5 separate regions of the Mus musculus genome follow, and regions 2, 3, 4 and 5 are each linked to region 1. Evidence: chromatin contacts called from public promoter capture Hi-C data. All regions are on one chromosome and are shown on one strand. The core of a region is the stretch at or near the end of the contact, and the rest is flanking DNA. Distances in the headings are between cores, read along the strand shown.

Region 1 (2,893 bases), core at 274-2,773:
ATAAATACAACAAACCAATTACCATCTTAAACAACCTTAGCCTCTTTACTAGAGCCTGGACCAGAACCTCATACAGAAACATCAACCTGAAGTGTCAAACAGTAGGACCTAGCAATCTTTATATGAATAGAGTCAGTTATAACATCTACCAACACTTTCACTACTGTAAAACCCAAACTTACTGAGCTCAGAACATATTTTCTACGTCTACATTTGAAACATTCATGGTTAGTCAACTTAAATAGTAAGTATAACACAAAGCAATTTTGAGACTATTCAATGACAATCACTTCTCCTATTGGCCTAATCCCCAGTCCCCCATTCAAATACTCAAAGAAATCCCTTGTCCTGCAGTCTCCTGATACCACTAAGATGCAGATTCTGAACTTGAGTATTTGATCAACAGGTTTAGCAGTTGGGTATAACTGATTTTAAAAATGTAGTAATAATTTCAAATAAAATCTTGGATGACAATGCAGTAATAAACACAATCACATATAGCATAGCACTAGGTAAAAGTACTGTGTTGCCATAAGTACTAGATTCTCATGATTCAGCTAAATAATGGTTAGAAATTAACATATCACATCAGTTTCCTTCACTAAAGCTTTCTATACTTCTTCTAGGTCATTAAGTTAAAGAATGGGTAACATTCTGAATAAATACTAGAGCCATACTGACTAAAGGAAAAAAACAATTATTTAAACACACAGGATTTCCATAATTTTGATACACTTGGAAGAGTGGGGAAAGTGCCCGACTTCAGAATCATTCCAAGAATGTATATAAAATTGAACACATCAGATTACATCTTCCCCGTATCTACAAAACTCATAAAGAGAACTAGAGGTGAAATCGTTTCTCACCCACTGGTTTTATACTAGCCAAATAATCCCCTCGGGAATGGGCCGTTCCTTTCCAGTAGCTACCACAGAGTTCTTTCCCTCTCCCCACGGCCTAGAACGTCTAAGCCCCGGATGTAGAGTGTGCAAACAAGGAGGGGGCCAGCCAAGGCCAGCATTGGCTGGCGGGAGGGGCTGGTGGGTCATCACACTGGACGCAGCCTTTTAAATCCAAGTCTCCACCACAGAGCAGCTCAGCACAGTTCCAAGGAGTCCCTCACGACTGAAAATTCCACGTGACACAGAAAGAGACACTTAGGAAGGAGCCCAACAGGTGCTCACATTGGGAAAACCTTACATCTACAAAAGGCTCAGGGGGTCACAGACAGGGTAAAAAGCACGCACTGCGCAGCTTTAAAGCTAAAATCAGGGACTACAGGAGGTTGACATAGAAAGGGGGGAAAAAATGCATTGCTTCTGGAAAGACACCACAGCCACTTCCGGGCCCTACCTCTCAGTACTCCACTTCCGGTCTTCTAAAAATTGTGGACGCCAGAGATAAACCGATGCGCCCAATGAGAGAATCCGCTAATACCGTGGTTTGCGAGTCGTCGGCCAAGTCCCACCTCTTCCGGTAACAGAAGCCTATCACGGAGTCTGAATGGTGCGGCATGGGCGGAGGCGCCGCGATAGGTCCAACCGGACCGCTGGAGCGAGCGGGAAGCACAGCGGGCCTGCATCCTCTTCCGCCCCGGCCCGGAAGGGTGATGTGGCTGGACCAGCACCGGCCTCACTATGGTAAGAACCTGGGCTTCCTGGCCGCGGTTGAGTTTCTCGGCGGGGCCGCGGCTCGTGCGGGGCGGCGGGGATGGTGCGGGCGCTGTGGGGCGCGGGAGCCCTGGCGCTAGCGTGATTCTCCGGGGATCCGAGGGTGCACAGGCTGGGAGTCATGCGGCCGCGATGCACATCCCGGAGCATCAGGCCAACAGTCCTAGGAAGAACCCGGGTGGTGGACTCGGCCCCTCGCCAAGAGGCCGACTTGCTGCGTTGTTTAGTGTGGAATTACGGTGGCATTCCACTAAGCCGATTGCCATCTGCTACAAATATCTGGACGGATATACACTTTCAAACGCTGGAGTCTCAGTCTCCCCCTTTCCCCTTTCTTTTATGTGTTCCCTGTGTCACCCAACCTGCATCTTTCTGCAGTAATTAATGGATTGCCGGTTTTCTTAACACTAGATACTACTGCTTCCGTTTTACCTGTGGAATCAATGGCGAGATAGGGCCCCTCCCTCATCGTTTTTTCAATTCTAAAGACACTTCTTTGCAAACGAATGTTTTTAATGATTTTAGTTACTGTCTCGAAGGAACTTGAGCCTTACTCGCAGACCACCACTCACTTTGGGAGTTCCTATGCGTGTTATTATTGATTGTTTAATAGTTTAAACCTCAGAAAACCTTACACTATAAATCACAAATAGCAACAACAACAAAGGTCAGGACAAGGAACAGAAAGCCCCTGAGTAAAGTAAACATTAGTAATTAACTTTTAAAGATCTATGAATGCATCTTTTCAGTAGTCTGGTAAATGCAGGAATCTCCCTTCACTATCACTTCAGTGGGTTTAGAAGCCATTTATAACTATATTTCTAGAGAAAGCTTGTTGTGTTATCATCTCAAAATCAGCCAGGACTCTCCCACCCCCACTAGACCTCAAATTCTACGATTAGAAGATACTGAATTTGAGTCCATTAAAGCCTTTTTTTTTTTTTTTACTTCGTACTGCAGATAGTATATTCTTGGTCAAAAGGATGTTAATAAACAGTTACAGAACTTGAAAAGTTGCTTTCTTGCCTATTTACCGAGAAACAAGTAGAATGACTTTGCTCTTAGTCAAAGGTACATTTTACATCCTCTCCTACTTAGATAAAATCAAGATAATTTAAGATGTACAGTATTTTAACTTTTTCCAAAAACAAGCTTTTGTTTACTAGTACTTGATGTGTAGAAGATGTAGTTTCTAAGCATTGTCTTGCTTTAAATTCCTGACT
Region 2 (2,893 bases), core at 294-2,793, 1.7 Mb after region 1:
AGAGATGGATCACTGGCCAACAGCTCGCTTGGCTCTCAGTTCTGACAGCAGACAGCTCACAACTGCCTACAATTCCAGCTCATAACTGTCTATAATTCCAGCTCCAGGGCACTCCCATGCTCAGGTATGTATACCCACATACAGATAAATACATACACATACTTTAAAATAATAATTTCTAAAAAAAATCTTTAAAGACCCAGACTGTCTTTGATGCTCTCAGGCTGAGCTCGGTGGCCAGAGACCTAATGCTGAAAGTGCAGCAATATTCCCAGGCGTCAGTGAGGTCCCAGGACAGTCAGGAGGCCCTGGTTCCTGCCACCTCGTCCTGATGTTTTAGGTAGTACCAGACAAGCCACCTCACCCCTCCAGGCTTCCATTACTCCATCCTCAGATCCGAGAGCCACTGAAGGGTTTTGATCCCGTTTCCCCCAAAAGACCTGCTTTGTAAAGCCAGTGGCTGACACTCTACAAAGTATAGCACCTGCTAGCCTTGAGTGTGGGCCTCGAGTTCATATACAGTGTCCTAGATTTTTCTCCCATGAACGTTGGGGTGGGGGGACACTAGAAAACTCAGAATGTTGCCTTCTCTAGTTTTGGTGACTGATGCACTACACCCTCCAGCTCCTCGGGACGTTTGTTTTTCAGTTTGTTTGGCAGTGTAATCAGTTTCCTAACAAAATGATCTTTGGAGCCGCTGTAGTGTCCTAAGAACCTGTAGGTAGAGTTTAAACAAAGGCCGGAGCAGTAAGTGTTGCAATGTCTGTCAGGGGGAAAAAGGCCAACTACTAAACCAACCAAGCAACAAAAAACAGAAGCCAAGCTCTCTAAAACATTTCCACAGCAAAGGCTCTGCCCTCTCCGGAGAGCATGCAATCCCTTCTAAAGCTCCCTCCTCTGCCAAGGTCTTCTGATGATGACCATTGTCCTGCATTCTAGAAACACCTGTCTCTGCCCCATGCGTTTTGGAGCTAGGGCAGCGCTCCTGTTCTGCTCCGAGAGAGGCTGGCGTACTCTACTCCCTCACCCTCCTCGCCCTCCTCGCCCTCCTCGCGACAGTCCCCGGCTGACTCGTAGGACCCTGACCTCTCACCTCCTAAGCACCTGGCAGCGGGCGCGGGCAGCGCCCTTTGGAGCGGGGGCGGGCCCCAGGGGATCGGGATGGCCTGCTGCTGGCGTCTGGGGTTCTCTCAGCCAGGACGATGGAGTCGATGGTGGCGCCGGGTGAGGTGCTCATGAGCCAGGCCATCCAGCCGGCTCATGCCGACTCCCGCGGCGAGCTGAGCGCAGGGCAGCTGCTCAAGTGGATGGACACCACCGCTTGCCTGGCGGGTAGGTGCCGGCCCACGCGAGGGCACCGTCGGTCGGGGAGGGCTGCTGCTGGTGGCCAGGGAGGTGATACTGTCCGGGGATCCTGAAGGACTGGAGTGTCTGAAATTAGGGATGCGCTAGGCTGGCGTGGAAGCCAGAGAGAGCGTGGGAAAAGGAAGGAAGCAAAGTAAAGGGCAGTGTTCCCAGAGCTGAGAGCAGCCGCAGACAGGAATGACTAAGATAGCTGCTGACAGCGACCTAGACTAGTGGTTCTCACATGTTTATTTGGCTGGATTCCTTTCAACTCACAAAACAAAGTGAAGACATCCTCTCCCCGCCTCCACGCAAAGACTTTGCTATATAGATTGCGTATATCTGTACTTAACCATATTTAAAATTCTAAAGATAGAGTTTATTGACTAAGTAGAACTGAGGCTGGAAAAAGTGTTCACACTGCAAGCATGAAACCCCAATTCACTTTGTAGTCTCATAGGCGCGCGCGCGCGCGCGCGCACACACACACACACACACACACACACAAATGTGCACATGTTACTATATTTTCTTAACAAACAACTACATTATTTACTGCAACAGCAAAAGTGTTCTTGCACAACTGGTCAGAATTCATGCTTTTCATGATTTAAAAGCTTGATTGCTCCTTTGCCAGGTTCTCTTCTGTGTTCAGTTTACTACCATTTACTGTTAGGCAGGCAGGGGAAACTTGATATTCCTGAGAGAGAATGGGAGTAAGAAGGCCTGCTGGTATAATCCAGTTGCGAAGGGCTTGCCTAGCTTGCTTGAGGCCGGTGTGATTTCCATCCCAGCACTAAGCGTTGGGGGTGGTGGCACAAAATCATCTAATAAGGACTGAATGATGTCTCTCTCCATGCCATCTCTGAAGTTTGTATTTTGAAAGTGACAGCAAGTACCGTGGTGTGGCTGTGTCGTATAATCGAGGATTAAAGAGATGAGAAGAACACAACCTCATCTCAGGGCACTAAGTCTTTTAGATCTTAGAAGCACGTGACACGTGAGGCCGCAGCAAGAGCCGGCCTGCAAACCAGGAAGAGAGTTTTCACCAGTCTGGTGGACCTGACAGCCTTCAGAACTCTGAGAAACCGAATGTCTATTGTCCAAGCCACCCAGTCCATAATGCTGTGCTATGGCCACCCCAGAAAAGGCAGCTGCTCAGCATTGTTATGATTTATGATCTGACTGTGACCGACTTACGCCTAAAGATAAAAGAAAGGCCTGCTTTTAAAACCAGTGTGTTGTAATATAAATGGCTTTCTAACTAAAAGCCTAGGTTGAGCAGTACATGAATTTCCTGTGCCCATGCTGACTTCTCTCATCTTTGGACCAGTGATAGTCTTGGATACAAGCAAGCCTTGCCACGCTCCCTTCAGAAGAAAGTCTTTTGGTGTCCTAGTGCTATCTCGATTCCCTGGGATCTCTTATCTATGCACAGTGAACTTTCAATACATGAATCATATCTCTGATTCCCACTCAGGACCTCTCTGTATCTTCCCATCATCCCTGAGGTAAAACCCAAAGTCCCCCCATTTTTCACAGATGCTCT
Region 3 (2,893 bases), core at 242-2,741, 1.4 Mb after region 1:
TATTTCTGTCACTTGCTATCAGAACCCACAAACTCCATTTCTTTCCTTTCCATCTATCTCTGCATCTCCATATGCATTTTTATGATCCTACTGCTAAATGCTTAAAGCTGTGTGCAATAGAAAGGTATGCTTCCTCATTTGAATGTTATTTCCTTTCCTTAGCATAACCGTTACTCCTCTATTCATGCTTTTCTGAGGTCTCCATGTCCTACCCCAATGGCACCTCTCTTCCCCTGTCACCTCCCATTTGAAGCTCATCTCTTCTCTCAACCGGATTTCTACTCTGTCTGATTTTACAGCCAAGGATCTTTAACAAAATAAAGGATGGAGTCTATCAGAAACCAGGTTGCGTGTGTCTTGAGAAACTTTTGCGCATTCACTGAAATGAGATTAGGGACTTGGATCCAAAAATATTCTCCGGGAGTTTTCAGCTTGGGCACAGCTTTGCACATCTTGGGCTCTGCGGCCTATTCTGCTGGGCAAATACAGGGATGTCTTTCAGGGCCTTCTCTGAATCTTTCCAGTCCAAGGGTCAAATTGAAATGACATTGCCCATCCAAACTATAAAAGCAGGCCGAGTAGAGAATGCCTGGGCCCCTGGTCTGCTGCAGGTCTGTGCAGAGTACTGGGGAGGTAGGGACCCAGGCCTTGGGCCACTGCGGTCCCACGAGTCGGTCTCTTGACCTCTTTGGGAAGGGGAGGGGGTGTAGTCCCCTCTTAGACAGGAGGCAGACGCCAGGGAGGGTGGTCCTTTGGGATTCAGGGCTTGACTTCAGAGCCGGCGACAGCACCTCAGCGGGCGCCCCAATGGGAGGCACGGTGCCTCCCAGGGAGAGACAGAGGTTCGCTCAGTCCTTGAGCCAGAAGGTCGAGGGTTCAGAGCGGGCGTCCCCGGCCTGCTGGCCCTCCGGGAACGGGATTGGGGCGACACCCCAGACAGGAGGGATGAGATCAACCGCGGGTACGGACCCGGGGTGCCTGGCCGGAGAGGAGCGGGAGAGGAGGTTGGCGGGACCCCGGCGCCGGGTCCGCGGGTCCGCCTGTGGACTCGCCGGGCGCCCCGAAGTCTGGGGCCGCCGCGACTCCCGTTCCGCAGTCGCTGCCAGGCACTCCAGGCCGCACTTTCCCCTCCTCCCCGCGCCTTCTCTCCAGTGAGGAGCCGGGCGCGGGCGGCGCGGGGGGCGGGGCGGCGGCGGAGGGAACAGCCAGTTGTTTAAAATCCTTCTAGAGCAGTTTCTAATTCCCCCCTAGCGCCCGGGTTCGGAGGGGGAGGGGGGAAGGAGAGCGGGAGGGGGAGCGCGGCGGAGAGGGAAGGAGGGAGGGAGGGAGGGAGCGGGAGAGGGAGGGAGGGAGGGAGGAGACTGCCGCTTAGGCCGAGCCGCCGCCGCGCGCTCCGGCAGGCCGGAGGGAGGGGAGGCCTGTCAGTCTCGCGCGTTGCCAGGGCGAGGAGGGCGGAGCTCTGGCGTGGGGCGGCCAATGGTGGGGGTGGCTGCGTGGGTCGCCATGGGGACGGGGCTGTTCCCGGGGAGGCTGTGATGGGTTGACAGGTGCGTGACAGTGGGAGCTGCTCTCGGCACAAGCATGTACGGCAAAGGCAAGAGTAACAGCAGCGCCGTCCCGTCCGACAGCCAGGCCCGGGAGAAGTGAGTGTCTCCGCGCCGCAGCCACCTCCGCCTTCGCACGCGCGCACACTCGCGCACGCACTCGCACTCTCCGGGAACCGCAGCCACACGGCCGCCCCGCCGCGGGGGAGCCGGGGGTGGGCTGCAGGGGGAGGCGCGGGGCGGGGGCGCGCGGCTCCGGGGAGCGGCCGCCTGCCTCCACGGGGGAGCCCCCCGGGTGGGTGGCCGCGGGCAGCGGGCGGCGGGAGGGACGCGCGTGGCGGGGGGACGGCGGCGGCGGGGATGGAAACTTGTTTGGGTGGTTGAGGGGAACCACCCGCGGCTTCACCTCCTCGCAAAGTAACTTTGGAGCTGTGGTCCAGGACGGCCGGGCCGCGGCGCGCGGCGGGCCTGGGGGGCGCGGGCTGCGGGGCGGCCGGGGTCCGGCGGGGCCGCGGCGGGGGCCCGCGAGCGTGGAGAGGGGAGAGGACGGCGGGCCGGGCGGGCGGAAGCGGGGCCCCGCGGGGCGCGGAGGGCAAGTGCGGGCGTGGGCCGGGCGGGCGGGCGGGCGCAGAGACGCGGGTCCGCGGGTTCTCCCGGCGCAGGCCGAGCTGGCTGGCGGGCGGGTCCGGGGCGGCGGGGGAAGTTTGGGAGTGGGAGCGCCGAGTTCCCGGAGGGAGAGTGTGTGCTGGCCCGCGCGGGGTCGGTCGCGAGAGCTTGGCGCTCCTGCCTCCCGCCGCACACCGGCTCGGCGGCGGCCCCAGAACTTTTTGAGACTTGCGGTGTCCCCGGGGGTTGGTGGCCGCGGGCGCGGAGGGCAGGTCCCGTGGGCCGTGGCGGCGCCGCGAGGAGGGCTGCCCGCGGTGTGGACCCGACGCGGGTCGGCGTGGGGGCTGCGGCAGAGATGCTGGGCACAAGCCGCTCCGCTGGGTCGTGGGGGATACAGGTGGTAACTTCGGTGGGAACCCGGAGGACGTTGGGGAGCCGAGGTGCCACGGTCGCGGCACGCTGCGGAGCAGGCTAGTTGGCTGCTATTCTTGTGTACTTGTAACGGCGATTTGGTTGTTACTAAAATGAGAGCGAATAGTGACTCTGACACCGAGGAAGAACCCTCCCCCCCCCCCTTTTTCCTATGTGCAGATGTTCAGACTGATTCCCTGTACTGGGTCTGCTGGGGGCGGGGGGGGGGCGTCAAGCTTATCCTTGTCATTGAACATACTGTCTTGCTGAGGGGACTCAGGCTGGGGGAGAGCAAGTCCTTCTCAGAGGTACTCTGGGTCTCTTGCATACAA
Region 4 (2,893 bases), core at 135-2,634, 1.3 Mb before region 1:
CATTGAGCTTTCACAGGACCAAGGGCTTCTCCTCGCATTGATACCTAACAAGGCCCTTCTCTGCCACATATATGGCTGGAGTCATGGGTCCCTCCATGTGTATTCTTTGGTTGATGGTTTAATCCCTGGGAGCTCTGGTTAGTTTTTTAAACATGTATTGTCACCCTCTCACTCAGCATGGGAAACATGTTTTATTGTGGTTGGTGTTTTGCCCATATTACACATTACTTCTCTCTCTTGCCCTCATTTGGTTTTATTTCTCAATTGGTTTGCATGTCCTCCCACCCTTGATATCACTCCAGACAGAGAGATGGTACAAGATGAGGTTCCAAGGACTTGAGGAAGAAATAAAGAAGTTTCATGGTTGTCTCCTTTCAGCATCTAATCCTGAGAGTGACAATTTTCTTCATTTCTTCAGTTTCTCTACGCATGTGTTTATATCCTCCTATCTCCCTTCCTAATGGTGACTCGGGGAGGGCAGAGAACCCTGTTTCATTTTGGTACTTGGTACCACAGGAATTGAATCTACAGTAAGCAATCATTCTAACTGAAAAACAGGGGAGAAAGTACAATTGTAAGCCAGAGGCTTTATTTTCAGTTCAATCACTTTCAGTGCAAAATAAGCCCATTTATTTTAGTTTTGGTGAAGAACAGCGAAATTTGATCCACCTGAGTGATGTGTCAAGAATCTGCTCTTTCCTCTGTTTTTCTATGACTTCCTTCATGTGAAACAGATGTCCTGCTTACATGCCTCCCACTTGCTTATGCCCTTTCTCCACTGAGAGCAGATGAGCCCACAACCTTTCTCTTCAGCCCTGAGCAAACTGATTTGCAGGCAGAACAACAGAGCAGCAGCCTGTCTTGCCTGTCTGGCTCCTGACTAAATCGTGACTCCTGAGAAACTGAGACTTCTTTTAGCAGTCTTGGGTCTCACCAAGCTTGAGGCTCCTAGAGCCACTTTGTGAAATCTCTTAACTTCCTTTCCTGGCAGTCCTGAAGTTCAGTGGACTCTTTTGTACACTTAACCATAAAACCAAACCTGGAACCAACACTTTCGGACATCTATCGTATTCCCTTAACCTTAGAGTTTGCATCTTAGGTGGAGAAGATGTGGAACTTAGCAGATAGTGGCAGGTATCAGTCAGGGTGTGGCTGCGGCTGCCTCCCTTTCTCTTCCAGCAGAAGGAGCCACCTTCCAAAGCTGGGGGAGAGAGAGAGAATGGGGGGGAGAGGAAGAGAGAGGGAAGGAGGGAGAGAGAGAGAGAGAGAGAGAGAGAGAGAGAGAGAGAGAGAGAGAGAGAGAGAGAGAGAGAGAGAGAGAGATTGGAGAAGGCAATAAGAAGAGGGAGGGTAGGGGGGCGGGCCGCCGGGGGCGCCCAAAGCCAGCTAGGCTCAGTCTCACACGCGCGCCGCCACTGTTTGTACACAGTGCGCTCCTGGCCTCAGGCTCGCTCCCCTCCAGCTCTCGCTTCATTGTTCTCCAAGTCAGAAGCCCCCGCAGCCGCCGCGGCAGCAGCGTGAGCCGTAGTCACTGCTGGCCGCTTCGCCTGCGGTGCGCGCACGGAAATCGGGGAGCCAGGAACCCAAGGAGCCCGCGCTCCGCCCGCTGTGCCTCTGCTAGGACCCACTCGCAGCCCCAGCCTCTCTCAAGCGCACCCACCTCCGCGCACCCCAGCTCAGGCGAAGCTGGAGTGAGGGGTGAATCACCCTTTCTCTAGGGCCACCACTCTTTTATCGCCCTTCCCAAGAATTTGAGGAAGCGCTGCGGGAGGAAAGACGTCCTCTTGAATCTCTGACAGGGCGGGGTTTACTGCTGTCCTGCAGGGCCGCCTCGCCTACTGTGCCCTCCGCTACGACCCCGGACCAGCCCAGGTCACGTCCGTGAGAAGGGATCATGAAGCACTTGGTAGCAGCCTGGCTTTTGGTTGGACTCAGCCTCGGGGTGCCCCAGTTCGGCAAAGGTGAGGTGGCTGGGCAGGGGTCCCTGGATGAGGGACGGGCGGGGAGCACCTTTGGAAATGCCGCTCAAGGGGCCACAGTGGGTCCTCAGTGCGTGCACGGCGTGAGGAGCGCTACGAAAGAGGCGATGCTCCCTGGATACCCTGCCAAAGTGCTAGCAAAGTCCGTGTGGAGTGCCCCAGGCTGAGCCTGGGAAGAGGGTGCGATCTAGAAAATAAGAAGATTGAGGGGGTGTGAAGGGGTTGTCTTCCTAGGCTTTTTTTTTGCTAGTGATTCCCTGCGCGACCCCTGACTAGCAAATATCAATGTTCTTGGCCGATGACAGCGGACAGGGTTGTGAGGTTGTGATAGAGACCTGACAGAGCTAAGTGTGCTGGGCCATCATCTAGTAGGTGCTAGAATAGCCTGGATAACCACCGGGCGGTAAGCTGGATGCAGTGCTCTGGTGCAGGGACAGGGGTGGGGGTGGGGGTGGGGGCTAAGGGGTCTGTCAACCTGGACCCGATATTGAGAGTTCATACTGCCAATGAGAAAGAGAGAGGTCTACTAAGTCGCTAGCTTTCTCCCCAACCCTCCTCTTGGGCGCGTGACTTCAATTACAACAGCTCAAACAACTCTCTTCTCCTCCAACCCCAGGGGGCTTGAGCATTATTTTGTACTCCCTCTGGGTAAGACCTTAACTCTTGGTAATAGATGGCTGTGATGTGCAAACCAACCTTCATGCGTCCCTGGCCCAGGAGCCAAAAAGTTGTTCAGATTTGTCTACCTGTGCCTTTCATGGTTTGCATGTAAATAGGAAACTAGCATACAAAACAAAACCTAAAATTTTAAAATCAGTGAGTCTCCGGGTGAGTTGTTTAGGTGACTTTCAGGTCCTTTTGAGAGATTAGGCTTTGTCAATATAAAACCTGGTCAGAAACCTTTGTCTGCATAT
Region 5 (2,893 bases), core at 169-2,668, 1.1 Mb after region 1:
AGACAGGGAAAGATATAATTTTTAAAGCACTGTCTTAGATATCCCCACTTTGTATAGTAAGATCTACACCCTAATCTTGAAATATTCCATATTCAAATGAATCCAGCTTAGAACTATTTACTCTAGTTTCTTCCATTAAAATATAAATAACAACTTTCTGGGTTTTTTTTTTTTTTTTTTTTGCTCATTGAGACAGGATCTAGCCATGCATAGTGCAGGCTAGCCTCAAAATGGAGGTAGCTCTGCCTCTAGCTATGCCAGGCTGGGGTGTGTATAGCCCATTGCCCCACACTTGGGTGAGAGGGATAGGCCATCAAGCTCAGGCATGACGTCTTTAAAACTGCTCTGTGAGACTTTTAACTCCCTTGTTGCTCTGAATTTTTTTTTTTCTGCTAAGTTTTTCATTCTGTGTCATTTTTTCCTGTCAATATCGGACACTTTGGAAGCAATGAGGAGCAATGGTACCTGGAATCCTAAAATAGACTTGAGTCCTGCACAGGGTCTGTGTTCTCCAACCCTAACCATCATAAATGTTCACTTTCATCACCACAGTGGGGGCCACTGTCACATTATAATGACCCAAAGTAAGCCTTTGGAAAAGAACTATTGCACTTAGAAAGAGGAAGCCAATTGTCAAAGAGAACTTAAAACATGAACACAAGCACTGGAGGGAAGCTGATGGCCCCTGTAACCTGAGATGGGGGTCTATAAACTCAGCTTCTCTGAGGAGAGGCTGAGGCAAGAGGCTCAAGATAGGTAAAACAGGCATGAGAGTGCCCACTAGGAATCCCAACACTTGTGTGACAGAGGCAGGGTTGTTTAGAGTTCCAGGCCAGCGTGGGCTACATAGTACAAATCTCTCTCAAAAACAAACCCAAGACTGTTCTGGTTGGTTTGTTTTGTTTTGTTTTGTTTTTTCCTTACAGTTGGAAACAATTTACATCTTGCCGAAAACATGTAACTGCAGAAAATGGGGCTCCATTTTGATTCTGAAACCCTGGGCTTTACTACCAAGATTTTCATAATTATCACTATAGATGCAAGTATGGCTTCTATAAATCAGTTAACTAGTCCTTTATCTCCGCCCCCCTCCCCCACCTTCCCGGTTTTATAGATTATGGGGGGAGGAGGTTGTGTTGGCTGCAAATCTGAAAAGCCTGCCAGTCACTTAACTTCCTTTGTTTCAAGGTCACGTGAGCACATTCCTAGCACAAGGTGGAAAGGTCGCCTGGGCGGCCCGCGCCCACCTCCCAGGCCTGTTACTGGCTGGCCGATCCTCCACCCTTCTCAGGTCCCAGGAGGCGGGCGAGGGCTGCAGGCAGCGGCGGAGGTACCGCCGTGGTTAGGTCGCCGAGGTTAGGTGTACTCACCCCGCTCGCTCGCCCTGACCTGGAGCCGGCGGCGCGCACGGGGCGGAGCGGGGAGGGACGGGGCGGGGCCGGGACCGCAGGAGCGACACGGCAGCGGAGGAGCTCTGCCCGCGCTGCGGTGAGCATGCGCAGTGGGGCTGCACGGTGACGTCCGGGCGAGACCTTCCTGCAACCCGGGCGCCAGCAGCCTTCACTTTCCCGGAGCCTAACCCGCTTGGTGCTCTCGGCCAGGCAGGGGCAACCCCGAGCCAGGGTATCTGCACTCCCTTCCCCACACGCAGTCATTCTAGACGCCTGGCTATAAACAGGGGACTCGTGACAAGTAGAGTGCGAGCCAGGATGAGGGCCGCGAGCATCCCCAAGAGCCTAGAGAGCAGTACCAGCTAAATGAGGTGGTCACTGCCACCCATTTAAGGCTGGGGCGAGAAGTTAGGAATTCGAATGCTAGTAACTGTATCATTTGCAGCACAAAAATCAGAAAATACCAATCAGTAAAATGAAACCAAGAGGCAATGGTAGGGCCAAGGAAAATACCAGAAGATGTAGGAGTCTTAGGGGTTATGGGGACCGATAGAATATCTCAGGAAAAGCATGTCTGGTCCTTTAAACAGTACAGTATTTCTTAGAAAAGAAACAGGCAAAATGAAACTGCTGTCTTCAAATGTGAAAAGGGAAATTTTGGTCTTGAGCAAGTAGTGTAAGATTACCATGTTAAGTAGCTAATAAATTCCTGGGACTCTAGGTAATGGTTTTGCAATTTCCTGTAAGTCCATATTGTTTCGAAATAAAAGGTTAACAGTGTGTGTGTGTATGTGTTCTGAGTTTGTTTTATAATTGGACAGAACATAGATCTGTAGTGACCACTGGCAAAAGATGGGGAAGGGGCTAACTTTAAAAGGGGCTTAGAAGTTAGAAGGATGGTAGAAGGATGGTAGTTTCTGATTGTTGGTTTTATTGATGATTAAACCACTATTTTGTTTGTCAAAACAAAAACCAAAAAAAGTGACATTTTGCCACACACAAAATAGTTTTAAAACAGTTTTGTAAAAATGAACTTTAACTTTTTTGAGCAACTATTAATTAATTGGTAGCACCTAATTTAATTTATTTTTTAATTAGAAGGAATCTGTAGCCTAGGCTAGCCTGGAACTGTAAATACTTCTACATCTAAGTGTTAGGATTAAAGCTTGGAACATCTTAACCTGCTTCTATTTGACGTGTTAGTTTGTTTTGAAGGATAAGAAGTTATTTGTAGGGTATGGCAGCTCATGCTTATAACCCCAGCACTCAGTGAAGTAATAGGGGGTGGTGGCAAGAGGAATTCAAGGCCAATCTGGGCTATAGAGGAAATTCTAGAGCAGCCAAGTCTGCTTTATTATTTTCTAAAAATAAAGTAAAAATTACCAAAAAAAAAAAAAACCTGCCCATGTAAAAATAAGAATCATTAATTTACCATACTATTGTACTCAAAATTTTAGAATACGTACCACAAATTATACCACATTAGCTTAAGCCCGGCATTC

What was found. Promoter capture Hi-C pulls out the DNA fragments that hold promoters and counts their contacts.
Region 2: a contact with region 1 is called in a promoter capture Hi-C map of liver, with 2.3 times the contacts expected there. The contact joins the promoter of 4833422C13Rik here to the promoter of Tmem167 in region 1. A contact is called at or near these places in 2 of 39 promoter capture datasets (both in liver).
Region 3: a contact with region 1 is called in a promoter capture Hi-C map of pre-B cells. The contact joins the promoter of Ssbp2 here to the promoter of Tmem167 in region 1. A contact is called at or near these places in 5 of 39 promoter capture datasets (HPC-7-derived erythroid cells, hematopoietic stem and progenitor cells, liver and 1 more) and 1 of 9 other capture datasets (liver).
Region 4: a contact with region 1 is called in a promoter capture Hi-C map of hippocampal neurons, with 4 times the contacts expected there. The contact joins the promoter of Edil3 here to the promoter of Tmem167 in region 1.
Region 5: a promoter capture Hi-C map of liver shows a contact between it and region 1, with 2.3 times the contacts expected there. The contact joins the promoter of Atg10 here to the promoter of Tmem167 in region 1. A contact is called at or near these places in 3 of 39 promoter capture datasets (hematopoietic stem and progenitor cells, liver and pre-B cells), 2 of 484 Hi-C or Micro-C datasets (CD4 T cells and embryonic stem cells) and 1 of 9 other capture datasets (adipose tissue).

What each region holds. Positions count from the first base shown.
Region 1 is chr13:90,088,144-90,091,036 of GRCm38.p6, forward strand. It overlaps Tmem167 (transmembrane protein 167), which reads left to right and starts at 1,524. Exons shown (of 4, transcript NM_025335.3): 1 at 1,524-1,640. The coding sequence starts at 1,638. It overlaps Xrcc4 (X-ray repair complementing defective repair in Chinese hamster cells 4), which reads right to left and starts at 1,465. Exons shown (of 8, transcript NM_028012.4): 1 at 1,354-1,465.
Region 2 is chr13:91,740,329-91,743,221 of GRCm38.p6, forward strand. It overlaps 4833422C13Rik (RIKEN cDNA 4833422C13 gene), which reads right to left and starts at 1,544. Exons shown (of 2, transcript NR_015501.1): 1 at 1,094-1,544. Acot12 (acyl-CoA thioesterase 12) reads left to right here and starts at 1,193. Exons shown (of 15, transcript NM_028790.3): 1 at 1,193-1,332. The coding sequence starts at 1,203.
Region 3 is chr13:91,459,606-91,462,498 of GRCm38.p6, forward strand. Ssbp2 (single-stranded DNA binding protein 2) reads left to right here and starts at 1,492. Exons shown (of 17, transcript NM_024272.4): 1 at 1,492-1,643. The coding sequence starts at 1,582.
Region 4 is chr13:88,820,088-88,822,980 of GRCm38.p6, forward strand. Edil3 (EGF-like repeats and discoidin I-like domains 3) reads left to right here and starts at 1,385. Exons shown (of 11, transcript NM_001037987.3): 1 at 1,385-1,961. The coding sequence starts at 1,895.
Region 5 is chr13:91,222,569-91,225,461 of GRCm38.p6, forward strand. It overlaps Atg10 (autophagy related 10), which reads right to left and starts at 1,419. Exons shown (of 8, transcript NM_025770.3): 1 at 1,371-1,419.